3 separate regions of the Sus scrofa genome follow, and all the other regions are linked to region 2. A link is a contact called in public targeted proximity ligation data. All regions are on one chromosome and are shown on one strand. The core of a region is the stretch at or near the end of the contact, and the rest is flanking DNA. Distances in the headings are between cores, read along the strand shown. Region 1 overlaps LOC100737051 (cat eye syndrome critical region protein 2). Region 2 overlaps MICAL3 (F-actin-methionine sulfoxide oxidase MICAL3). Region 3 overlaps BCL2L13 (bcl-2-like protein 13).

Region 1 (4,096 bases), core at 196-2,695, 470 kb before region 2:
TTTCTAGCTGAGGAGCAATCTCCGGATTGGGATGACAGCTCTCAACTGAAAGACCTCATTTCATTAGCACACTAACCAGCCAGGGATTACCTGATTGGCTACTTAGTCATTAAGTGAAGTTGCTTGTAAGTCTTAGAGGACACACAGAACTAATTACTTTAACTCTTTATTGCCCAGTATGCCTGGAATAATCTTAAATGAAAATAAAGGAGCCTAAAATCTTTTGAAAACTCTGAGATAAAGATGTTTCAGTCACTTTCAAGAGAAGAACCTTATTCAAGAAGCTTATTAAATACAAATAAAACAAAAAATAGTTCTCCGGTGGCTAATTGGGTTAAGGATCTGGCATTGCCACTGTTGTGGTTCTGGTTACAGCTTGTGGTACAGGTTCAGTCCCTGGCCCAGGAGCTCCTACAGGCTACAAGCATGGCCCAAAAAAGCAAAAACACCAAAAAATAATACCAGTTCTGAAACTATAGTCCTCTGAAAACTTGAATATTCTTCCATTAACCGTTTTTTTTTTTTTTTTTTAAGTCTTAATGGAAAAGCTTCTGTACCAACACTTCTTTTGGATGGCCATTTTTCTGTCTTTGAGGAGGTTTCCCTGTACAAGCAATTCCTTGGTTATTTTGTCATATCCATGCAACAACCTTGTGAGACACAGAGTAAGGGTGATGAAAGAGAAGGCTGTACTGGATTATAAATCACAGGCGGTGAATAAACTGTGGACTTGAATTTCAGGATTGAAAGGGACCTTGGATAAGATGACGAGTACCTGGTGGCTGAGGAAATGAAGATGCAGAAAAGTCGGTTCTTGCTGTTCTCAGCAGGCATGGCATGCCCCTAGAGGTCTTCAGCAGTGTCTGGAGACATTTTTGGTTGCCACAACTTGGGAGGGGGGCTCCTAGTATCCAGTGGGTAGAGGCTAGATATCCTTCAGTCCCCAGAACAAAGCAGTCCTCTAGCTCAAAATGTCAGTACTGCTGGGCTTCAGAAACCCTGGTCTGCATTCATTTTATCTTGAGTTTTGATTAGAACAGGAATCTCCAAAACGCTGCTTTATTTCATCATCAACTGTTATTTCTCGTTCTTTTCAACTTCATTTTTAAAAAATCAAGGTAAAATTCACATAACGCAAAGTTAACCATTCATCATTTTAAAGTGTCCACTACAGGTCATTCAGTAAATTCAGCACGTTGCGCAACCGCCGTCTCTGTTCCAAGACGTTTTCCTAACCCTTCTGACAGCACTCTCCACCCCTGCCCCAGCTCTGGCAGCTTGTCTGCTTCTGCCTCTGTGGATTCCACGTTGTTTTTATGTTGGCTCTTTTGTGGTGCTTAGGAAAATAAGACTGGACAGAAGTCAGGAGAGCAGATGTGGCATCTGGGTCCCCTGTTCTTTTCTACTGTCAGTGATTGGGGCAAATCATTTATCTGACCTAAGCCCGTGACTAGCTGTGACTGTGGCATAGGCTGGCAGCTACAGCTCCGATTGGACCCCTAGCCTGGGTACTTCCAAATGCTGCAGGTGCAGCTCTAAAAAGACCCGCCAAAAAAGTAATTAAGGAGGTAAATTCATCCCGCTACTAAACATAAATGTATTTGGGGTTACCTAATTTAGCACCTAACTTCTATTACTTTGTAATTAAAAGAAAAATCCCAAACCAAGTGCAAGTATATTCTTATATTCTTAGGCCTGCTTCAAACTCTCCAAAGGCTGCTGCTTGCATTTAGAATAAGTCCTGAATTCCTTACCATTGTGTAGTAGGGTCCCCACAGAATCTTTTCTGCTTTCATAGCCTGGCCTGTACCATTCTCTCCCAGACTCTCGCCTTTTTTTTTTTTTTTTTTTTTTCTCATAAAGACTCCAAACTCCTCAAGGCCTTTGCACCAGCTGTTCTCTCTATCTGAAAGGCATAGGGCAACATACCTTGTTACTGGTTTTCAAATCTCAGCTCAGATGTCACTTCATGAAACCTTCGCTGATCATCCTATCTAATCTGTGGCTTGTTCTAGAAATTTAAAGTGAATATTGTAGAGAGAGGAATACAGTGATTCCCCATTACACATTCTGCTGTTCATGGTCACCCAGTTTAGAGTAGCCCTGCCTCTTTTCCTGTCACTGTCATACTACTCTTTTCAGTTTTCTTTTGCTGCAGTTACATTTTTATATTTTACTTTACTATCTCTTTACTCCTTAAGACTGCGAGTTTCCTGTCTATCCTATTTATTCTTGAACCCTTAGTACCTGGAATATGTCCTATATCTGTGTATATAGTAGATGTTCAGTAAATACTTGTTGAATGAAGGAATGAAATAAACTTCTCAAACCAGGGACTGTGTTTAATTTGTGTTTGTATTCTTAATTGTGCCTAATAAAGAGCTACTTCACACAGAATGGGTAGACACTCAGTAAATGTTCCTTCAAACATTTTTATTTTTCTGTCACCACTCTCCTTTACTGACAACAGATTTGTTTCCGTAATAAGCCTCTTGCAGGGTTTCTTTAATGGAGGAAAATACGCTTTTCTTTCATTTGCTTTCAGATCCCTCTGCTTGTGTAATAAGATGGGAAATTGTTTCCCTTGCCAGATTGACTTGGTTTTTGATCTCAGTTGTCTTCTCATAGGAAATTTGTAACACATTCTAGAAGCCCACATTTATCTTTCCTTTTCCTGGTTGGTTGTTTCTAGAACTGTGGAAGAGCTGTAAAGGATGTTAGGATAATCTAGGTTTAGCTATACAGATGAGGACTTAAAAGTAGGTCCCAAGATCAGACAGTAAGGCAGTCGGCACGATTGGGATTGGAAACGAGATCCAAGCCTAGCAGAAATACTGAATCATTTCCTCATTGTTTTGTGTTCATGGGTTCTGTTTTGTTATTTGGACTCTTCAGTTCTTTATAATCAGGGACCATGTATTGTACTCTTTCAGTACCTTCCATAGCTTTTAACACAAAGCATGGTAATGTTTTTGGACTAATAGAATAATGTGAAGGCATTGCTTTGAGAATTAATATTATAGTTCTACCTGCCTTATGGAAAGAGACACCTGGAGGGCACATCTTGTTCACTTGTGCAATGGGTATATAAAAAGGACTGGGGATGGGACAGATGAGACAGGGAGGATTAACAGAAGGCTACAGATGGTGGCTCAGCACTTTGGAGCGAGTCCATCAGTTCCTGCTGTCTGATCCAGTGTGAAAGACCATCTGGGCCTCCCCTGAGTACAAGAATGTGATGTAATGGACATGGGATGTAAAAGCTGGGTTTTGCTGAAAGTAATTGTCACACTAGATAGATTGTTCAGTATAGAGACAGGATACACAGAATTGAAGACTTGGACTGGGTGGTTCTTTTCTACTTATCTAGTAAAATCCAGGACATTGGTACTCTGGTTCCAATTTTATTTTTTTTCTCAAAAAGAAAACTTAAGTAAATGTCAAAATTTAAAAAAACAGTACCTTTCCTCACAAAAAAAAAAAAAGTTGAGTGTAAAAACTTTAGAACATTGAAGTAAGGAGTTCCCGTCATGGCATGGCGCAGTGGTTAACGAATCTGACTAGGAACCATGAGGTTGCGGGTTCGGTCCCTGGCCTTGCTCAGTGGGTTAAGGATCTGGCATTGCCGTGAGCTGTGGTGTAGGTAGCAGACGCGGTTCGGATCCCATGTTGCTGTGGCTGTGGCGTAGGCTGGTGGCTACAGCTCTGATTAGACCCCTAGTCTGGGAACCTCCACATGTCGCAGGTGCGGCCCTAGAAAAGGCAAAAAGAAAATTGAAAAAAGAAAAAAGAAAATGAAATGATTATCATTAGTTATTTTGAGCCTGGGTAGGTCTATTTATGTATATGCAGACAACTTTAAAAATGTGTGGTAGCCAGAGTTCCTGTCGTGGCACAGTGGAAACAAATCTGACTAGGAACCATGAGGTTGCGTGTTCAATCAATCCCTGGCCTCTTTTGCTCAGTGGGTTAAAGATCTGGCATTGCTGTGCGCTGTGGTGTAGGTCGCAGATGTGGCTCAGATCCTGTGTTGCTATGGCTGTGGTGTAGGCCGGAAGTAGTAGCTCCGATTGACCCCTAGCCTGGGAACCTCCAT
Region 2 (3,986 bases), core at 413-2,912:
TTCACAGCCTCCTCTTTCAGCCCCTCTCGTTTCCACTCTCTCTTCCACCCCACGACTCTCCTCAACCCTTTCTCCTCTGCTGCCAGCTCCAGGGGCTTCGGTCTTCCCAGTGAAGGAGGCGCTAAGCACTCCATGCCCCCTGATAGAAAGCTGGTGCTCTGTCCTCCAGAATTCGGGCCAGCACCTCATTGTGGGCATCCTGAGGGCACCCTTCACCTGTGCACCTTTCACATATGACACGATGTAAAGGGGGCCCTTGGGAGTCACCCGGATTTCAACACGGAACTCAAAGCCTTCAGAGTAGCAAGTCTTTTAAGAGGAAAATGTTGGCCCCTGGAGAAGACTAGGTTCTTGACTGGACACTGGAGCCTGTGAACAGCATCCCCATTACTGAGCTCCAGGACCTTCCCTGCTCCAGCCTCCCACCCGCTGCCCCCGTGGGACCACACCTGCGGCAGGTTAATGATCTGGGCATGCCAGGTGTCGTCCTTGCTCCTGTTCGACGACGGATGCTCAGCCTCCCATTCTGCTGGGGAGCCTCCCCTGTGCAGCCAGCTCAGGGGCATCGCTCCTCTCCTTCCCAAATTCCTTTAGAGTCTGTTGCCCTCGTCCAGCACTTTACAGCACATGACATCAAACCACCGCCCAACAACAGTGCTTTGGTTGGGACTGGAATGAAATGCTGGCTTCTCATCCTTAGCCGGCTCTGCGTGACCCCTCCGGGCCTGGTTCTGTGACTAGCTTCCTCCTCTCCTGCCCTCCTCTGGCCCCTTTGGCCCCCCGCCTGTGCTCAACTCACTACTTTCACGTCCACCTCCCAGCCCTGCACCTGCTGTTCCCTCTGCTTGGAGGACGCAACCCCAGATACCCAGGGCAACCAGAACGTCAATCTACCTGAGAAGGAGCTTCCTCCCCATCAGAGTCCAAGTGCCTGGCACATGGCAGCAGCCGGGTGACAGCGCTTGATGGAAAGCATTAATAACACACTGCTTAAGTGCCTGCCCCTCCCCCACCTTGTCATAAGTGTCCTGAGGACAGAGATCTGGTCCGGGCGATGTATCTCCTCCACAGTGTCCAGCCCACATGTTCCAGCAGAGGTGCTTTCATCAATGTTTGTTGACAGAGTGAAGACAGAACAGGAGAGAGACCTCTCATGCTTTTCCTGCCAGGTGGGCTCAGCAGCCTCTGTGGCAGAAAGGGTAACCCTTGTCCTCCTGGCTCTCCTTCTGCCTGGCTGCCAGCCCTGCCCCTGGAGTGCTGCTCCCATGGCTAAAGAGCTGTTTTCCACTCAGATTCCTTTCCCACTGCTGCCAACATCACTTTCTGAACTGGTCGGACTCAGAGAGGGTGTGTGACCGCCTAGGGCTGCAGCCCCCATCAGCACACATCCAACCTCAGGGTGAGAACAGGGCTCTGTTGAGCTACATGCTTGATTTCAGGGTGAGAGCTTCCAGAAAGATTTATTAGAGACCATGACTGTGGCTGCTGTATTTCAAAGCCCAGGCAGACGTTTAGGTGACAGAGTTAAATGTTCCAAACTTACCTCATCCTCCCTCCCTCTCTGCAGGGTGAACGCTGGGTTCCTCTCCCCAAGCCCAGTCCTTCTCCATATTTGGGAATCTGGACTGTGCACGGGGAGCACAGCCGTCCCCTCCCGGTGTCTGCTGGGAGCTGTAGTTCCTGAGCGGTGGCCAGCAAGGGGGCTGTCCTTTCTCAGGAGGACGTGTGGAAGCAGTGGGTGGGAGGCGCGCCTTCTATTTTTGAGTCTCTGGGGGCTGGCTCTGAGCACAGTAGCACCCACCTGCAAATGGGGAGCATTATCTCTCTTTTCCTACCTGCCAGATTGTTTACTGGGTGGGGTAATTAGCCAGCACTCAGTAAATGCTTTGAGCTCGGTCCAGCAAGGAGTGCTTTATAAATAAAAATTGTTATCTTTAAAGAGGAAAATATTAATTTTGATCACCTAATTGCCTTCACAAACCAACCCTTTGCCTACACGCCAGAAAAGATGCTGCGTTTAATTCCTGGTATGTGCCTTTCACCCACCCTGCATTTAAGTGGTTCCTCTGCATCTCATTCCATTTTGTTTCATCATCTCTAGTTTCATACCCCCAAGAATAAAGGCACTCTCTCCCTCCTCTCTGAAAGGAATGGATGAGACAGACCAATTCTGCCCTGTCCCCAAAGTACAAGAAAGTTACAAGAAGGGATAGTTTGGGTCTGCTTTGAGCTCCACGACTTGCGCCTGGTGTGGCCACGAGCTCACTCTCTGCCGACCTTTGCTCCCTTTGAAGAAGGGATAGGGTTTCAGAGCAGCAGGAAAGATCTTAGTAAGAACCCTCTTCTCTAGAGAGAAGAGCTCTGTAAGAGGAAAGGGACAGGTGCCTGGTGGTGGGAGCAGCGGCTCAGAATCAAATGGTTAGAATCCTGGCTCTAGATCTTTGGGCAAATCACTCACCCTCTGACCTTGGTCTCCTCATCTCTGAAGTGGAGATGACAAAATGGTCAGAGTTTTGTCAGGTGCCTCACCAGGGGCTGTGAGGTCAGGCACTTCTAGACCAGAATCCCTCCAGGGTTTGCAGTGGACGTGTGATCAAGTCTACTTGGCTTCTCTGAACTGCAGGCATATTCTCTCTAGGGTGGGGAAGGTGAGGCTACGAGAGCAGGCAGTGGTCCTGGCGCTGCTGCTTCTCAGTAAACGTGGCTGTCAGGGCCTTTGTATGTGCCATGGCGACTCTCAGTGCGCTAGCATCACACTGTGACTGCTTGTCTCACTTTTCATCATCTCGCTCTGTGACAACTACAATGATGTAGAGGCGCTTTCTAGGCTGTAAAGTACGACAGTTTGTACCCTAACTATGAGGGGTGATTAGAACTGAGCACAGAGAGAAGAGAACTGCACACCCTGCCACCCCACCCCCAACCCTGACCCCGAACCCAGAGGTCTCCTCCAGGACTCAGGTTACGTGGGATCAAGGAGGTCAACTGCTTTTTACTGCAAAGAGCTAGAAACATGCAGGTTGTCAGTAGTAAGAGCAGGATGACTTAGTCCTGTGTTGTAGATGTGACACACCGTACTTGGGTCACAGGCCATGCAAACATGCCTCACTACCCACGCATGCTGGTTTCTGAGGGAGGGCAGTGCTCAAGAGGGCAGAGTGTCATTTACAGATGGTGGGACCTCAGGTGATTCTTACTCTCTTGTACTTTTTGGTCTTGTTTGAATTATTTTTACTCTGGGTATGAATCATTGTAACTAAAACAGGAGCAGACACTAAACAATCAGATCAGGTTTTGTAAAACACCAGGAGAACGTTTTTGGAGGCACGGAAAATGGAAAATCATAATGACAGAGGCCTGTGCAGGGAAGTCAGAGGGGAATGGAGTCCTCCGAGACAGCCCTAGAGAGAGAAGAAGCGACGCTTTCATCTATTTCCCCACTGGGCTGTGACTGCATGGTGGCTTCCACCATCGCCAGGGTACACTGAGGTTCCAGGTTTGCTGTGGTGACACATGGTTCCTACGTTTCCACCTCTCTTCTCTTGGGTCCCTCGGACGGGCTGTCAGAGAGGGGAACATGGACTTACCCCTCATTTCTGCTCCCCAGGTCACTGCCTTTTGCCATGAGGGCTTCAGGGAAGGGTGTGGTGTGCTTACCTGTCATCTCCTCCCACTGTCCCACTACAGTTCTGGACCAGATGCACAAAGAACAAACTTTTGGAGTTCCCATTGTGGCTCAGTGGATTAAGAACCTGACGAGTATCCATGAGGCTGCAGGTTCAATCCCTGGCCTCACTCAGTGGGTTAAGGATCCGGCATTGCCGTGAGCTGTGGTGTAGGTCTCAAACGCAGCTCGGATCTCATGTCACTGCGGCTGTGACACAGGCCAGTATCTACAGCTCCACTTTGACTCCTAGCCTTGGACCTTCCATATGCCTTGGGTGCAGCCCTAAAAAGACGAAAAAAAAAAAAAAAAAAAAAAGAAC
Region 3 (4,380 bases), core at 118-2,617, 320 kb before region 2:
ACCTGAGAGGGTTTGGAAGTTGCCCCGGGGCCATGCAAGATGGAAGGGCCAGAGAGTGTTTTCTAGGTGTTTGAATTGCCATGCTGTTTCTATGATAACACTTAGCTTCTCTCTAATAGTGGAGGAGAAATATTTTGAACATATTTGAGTAAAAACAGAAAGATTTTTGTGAATGATTAGGACTACATGTTGGATTAGTTGCATGAATGAAAAACCACGAAGTGAGCTACTTTAAATCCTCCAGTGGTGTGTGTGGATTTAAGGGGAGATATTTGCTCCTAAGGACCACCATCAGGCAGGGTTGCTAAGAAACTGTGATGTGGTTTCCTTGCCTCCAGTTCCCCAGGTCAAAGATGGAACACAAGCAAGAGATTGGCTTTTGGATTAAGTTGCTGAAATTCCTGGCTTTATTACTGCAGTATAGACTAGACTGTCCTAATTAACATATCTCGCCTGTATACATATTAGAGTGACCAGCTGTCCAGTTTGTCGAGGCTTCTGTAAAACTGGGAAAATCCTGGGCAAGATGGGATGAGTGGCTCATCCTAAAATGCATAATTTCCCATCAAGTTAAATTCCAGCTTTTTTTTTTTTTGTATTTTCTAAGGCTGCTCCTGTAGCATATGGAGGTTCCCAGACTAGGGGTTGAATGAAAGCTGTAGCCACTGGCCTATGCCAGAGCCACAGCAACGCAGGATCTGAGCTGCGTCTGCAACCTATACCACAGCTCACAGCAACACCAGATCCTTAACCCACTGAGCAAGGCCAGGTACTGAACCCGCAGCCTCATGGTTCCTAGTCAGATTCGTTAACCAGTGTGCCACAACGGGAACTCCCCCCCAGCTATTTATTTATGGTCTTAACTGTAACAAACTCCACGCTCCACAAAAACCAAGCTTTTTCAACTCCTGGGATTTACTAAATTTGTAAGGACCTTTAAGTAATTACATAAATCTATATAGGTCAATTTTTTCCTATCTGAATGTTATAGGACCTGAGGAGTTTACCTGCTTTGATGTTTGTATTTCATTTTGTTTTTGAAATTTCTTTATATTGTTTTCTTAAGCATAAGTACAGAGTATTTATACTTAAATACAAACATATGTATGCTAACTTCTTAGAGGGAAAAATTAGGTTCTAATTGCTGTGTCTGCTGCTTTGCTATCCTATTTGCTATCTAAAATGAAAATGTGATGTAGAACTCACTTCTTTGCCATGCATTATAAATAGGATCTGCCATAGCATTCATTGCTGTAAAGTGGATAGGGTTTGGTTTCAAGTTCATGAAGCAATAGGTGTGAGAAGAAGAGGCTAAAGGAGGTAACTCTATTCGTGACTCAAGATTCTTGTCACATTAAATGTCTTTCATATTTTCCTGAATGAGTCATGTGCTTGGTACATGCTCTTCCATAAATAGTTAACTCTATACTATTCCAGAAGTTGTCAACTCTTCCAAGACTGTGTTAGTTTGTGCTGAATATGTTCAAGATTATATACTGTGACTTGTAGAAGTCCTCCTGGCTTGCATATGTGATACCAAATAATAGCTTGTGGTGTTCAACTTTGCATGTATTGGGGTTCCTGTGTGGCCAAGCAGGCTAAAGATTCAGCTTTGTCACTGCTGTGACTTGGGTGGCTGCTATGGTGCAGGTTTGATCCCTTACCTAGGAACTTCTGAGTGCTGTGGGAGTAGCCCAAAAAAAAAAAAAAAAACCCACAAAAAACTTTGCATATATTAATGTAGAACACCTTGATGTAGTCATTAATAGGGCTTTAATAATAAGACATTTCTTAGGTTAGGAAGGAGAGTAAGTTTATGTCTATTAATTAGTAATGTGGCTATTAAATACATGTCACTGTGATGCTGGCTTGTTGTTGATTCAGTCATTAAAACACTAACCTCCCATTCTTCCCTTCCTCCCTAGGCAAACACTGTTCTACTTTCTGTCTATATGAATCTCATTTGAGTGGAATCATAACATTTGTTCTTTTTTGTCTGGTTTATTTTGCTTAGCATAATGTCTTTAAGGTTCATCCGTGCTGTAGCATGTTTCAGAGTTTTATTCCTTTTTAAGGCTGAATCATACTCCATTGTATGCGTAAGGCACATTTAGTTTTTCCATTCATCTGCTGATGGACATTGGATTCTTTCTACCTTTTGGCTGTTGTGAATAATGCTGTTGTAAACATTCGTACAAATAATCTGCTTGAGCTTCTGCTTTCAGTTCTTTAGGGCACAAACCCAGGTGTAGAATTGCTGGGTCATTCTGTGTTTAATTTTTTTGAGGACATGCCATACTTTCTTCCACAGTAGCTGCATCACTTGACATTTCTATGAGCAATGCACAGGGGTTCCAGTTTCTATACACCCTCATCAACACTTGTTTTCTGTGTTTTTTGGGAGGTTTTTTTGGCCACATCTGGGGCATGTGGAAGTTCCTGGGCTAGGGGTTGAATTGGAGCTGCAACTGAGGCCTTCACCACAGCCACAGCAATGCCACATGCAAGCCTCATCTGCAACCTGCACCACAGCTTTGGGCAACACCGGATCCTTAACCTACTGAGTGAGATCAGGGATGGAACCTTCATCCCATGGACTGTGTCAGGTTCATAATCTGCTGAGCCACAACAGGAACTCCTGTAATAAATTTTGAAATTGTGAAATACGAAAACTTCAACTGTACTCTTTTTTTTTTTTTTTTTTTTCTTTTGTCATTTTAAGGCCCCAAATGTGACGTGTGGAAGTTCCCAGATTAGGGGTTGCATTGGAGCTGTAGCTGCCAGCCTACACCACAGCCACAGCAATGCCAGAACCAAGCCATGTCTGCGACCGACACCACAGCTCACAGCAATGCTGGCAATGCTGGATACTTAACCCACTGAGCGAGGCCAGGGATTGAACCTGCATCCTCATGGATCCTGGTTGGGTTCATTATTGCTGAGCCATGATGCGAACTCCCCTTATTTATTTATTTATTTTTTATTATAGTTGATTTATGATGTTCTGTCAATTTCTGCTGTACAGCAAAGTGATCCAATTACATAATATATAGATGTATATATATATGTGTATTCTTTTTTCAAATTATCCTCCATCACATTTCATCACAAGTGAGATAATAGCTCCCTGTGCCTCAACCTTATTATTTTTAAAAGTTGCTTTGACTTTTGTGTCTCTTGCAGTTCTGTATGTGTTTTAAGCTTGTCTTGTCCATTTCTGGAAAGACAACTGGAATTCTGATAGGGATTACATTGAATCTGTAGATGAGTTTGGGGAGTATAATCATCTCAAATCAGCTTTTCAAGACAGATTGACCTAACCCAATCCCAAATTGTGGCTCACAATTCTTTCTTTCTGAGGATGTGTACTGTTTCTTTTTTTTCTCTTTCTGTCAGAAACAGGACATGTTTGATCCTGAGCACTATGAACCCAGACTTTGAGTGGGTCTTCTTTGGATTTTCTTTGCATTTTTCTCTTTCAAATCTGTCCTTGCTCGAACTGTCCCCTAATCTGCAGGATAACTGGGGAATGTGGTAACACTAGATCCTGAAAACTACCTTTGTGATTATTTTGGAATTTGTCTGTTTTTTAAAAATCTGAGAGTTCCTGTTGTGGCACAGTGGAAACTAATCTTGACTAGTATCCATGAGGATGCAAGTTCGATCTGTGGCCTTGCTCAGTGGGTTGGGGATCTGGCGTTGCCATGAACTGTGGTGTAGGTTGAAGATGTGACTTGGATTCTGAGTTGCTGTGGCTGTGGTGTAGGCTGGCAGCTATAGCTCTAATTTGACCCCTAGCCTGGGAACTGCCATGCCTTGGGTGTGGCCCGGAAAAAAAAATTTTGTGTGTGTGCGTGTGTGGTTTCTTACTTACTGGTCCAGTATGGTATCATTTGGGGTATTAGTTTTTGTTATTGAATGAATAAGTGAACCATGTAGTCTGTACTGTTCAGTAGATAGAATGATTGTAATTATTTGGGTTGTCTAGAGCAGTATTTGTCAAGTCTAACTTGAATACTTACTAAAATAAGGATCATGGAGACCTACCCCAGAACTGCTGAACCAGATGCTTCCTACTAGGTCCTGAAATCTTTACCTTTAATTATTATTTAATATTCTCTTGGTAAATTTTTTTTCCCCCTTTTTAGGGCCGAACTTGTGGCATATGGAGATTCCCAGGCTAGGGGTTGAATTGGAGCAGCAGCTGCCCGCCTCCACCACAGCCACAGCAGTGTGGGATCCAAGCCATGTCTGTGACTTACACACAGCTCACAGCAATGCCAGATTCTTTACCCACTGAGCATGGCCAGGATCAAACCCACATCTTCATGGATACTAGTCAGGTTCTTAACGCACTAAGCCGCAACGGGAACTCCCTCT

The links.
Region 1: a contact with region 2 is called in a targeted proximity ligation map of skeletal muscle, with 2.8 times the contacts expected there. A contact is called at or near these places in 1 of 47 Hi-C or Micro-C datasets (embryonic fibroblasts) and 2 of 2 datasets of targeted methods (alveolar macrophages and skeletal muscle).
Region 3: a contact with region 2 is called in a targeted proximity ligation map of skeletal muscle, with 4 times the contacts expected there. A contact is called at or near these places in 1 of 5 promoter capture datasets (fetal skeletal muscle), 5 of 47 Hi-C or Micro-C datasets (embryonic fibroblasts, fetal skeletal muscle, mesenteric adipose tissue and 1 more) and 2 of 2 datasets of targeted methods (alveolar macrophages and skeletal muscle).

What each region holds. Positions count from the first base shown.
Region 1 is chr5:69,652,671-69,656,766 of Sscrofa11.1, forward strand. All of the region lies in intron 1 of LOC100737051 (cat eye syndrome critical region protein 2), which reads left to right. Among named protein-coding and RNA genes, the nearest start is that of ADA2, 100 kb to the left of the region's middle.
Region 2 is chr5:70,123,504-70,127,489 of Sscrofa11.1, forward strand. The region is part of intron 2 of MICAL3 (F-actin-methionine sulfoxide oxidase MICAL3); the gene reads right to left. Among named protein-coding and RNA genes, the nearest start is that of MICAL3, 7.5 kb to the right of the region's middle.
Region 3 is chr5:69,799,029-69,803,408 of Sscrofa11.1, forward strand. All of the region lies in intron 2 of BCL2L13 (bcl-2-like protein 13), which reads left to right. Among named protein-coding and RNA genes, the nearest start is that of BCL2L13, 22 kb to the left of the region's middle.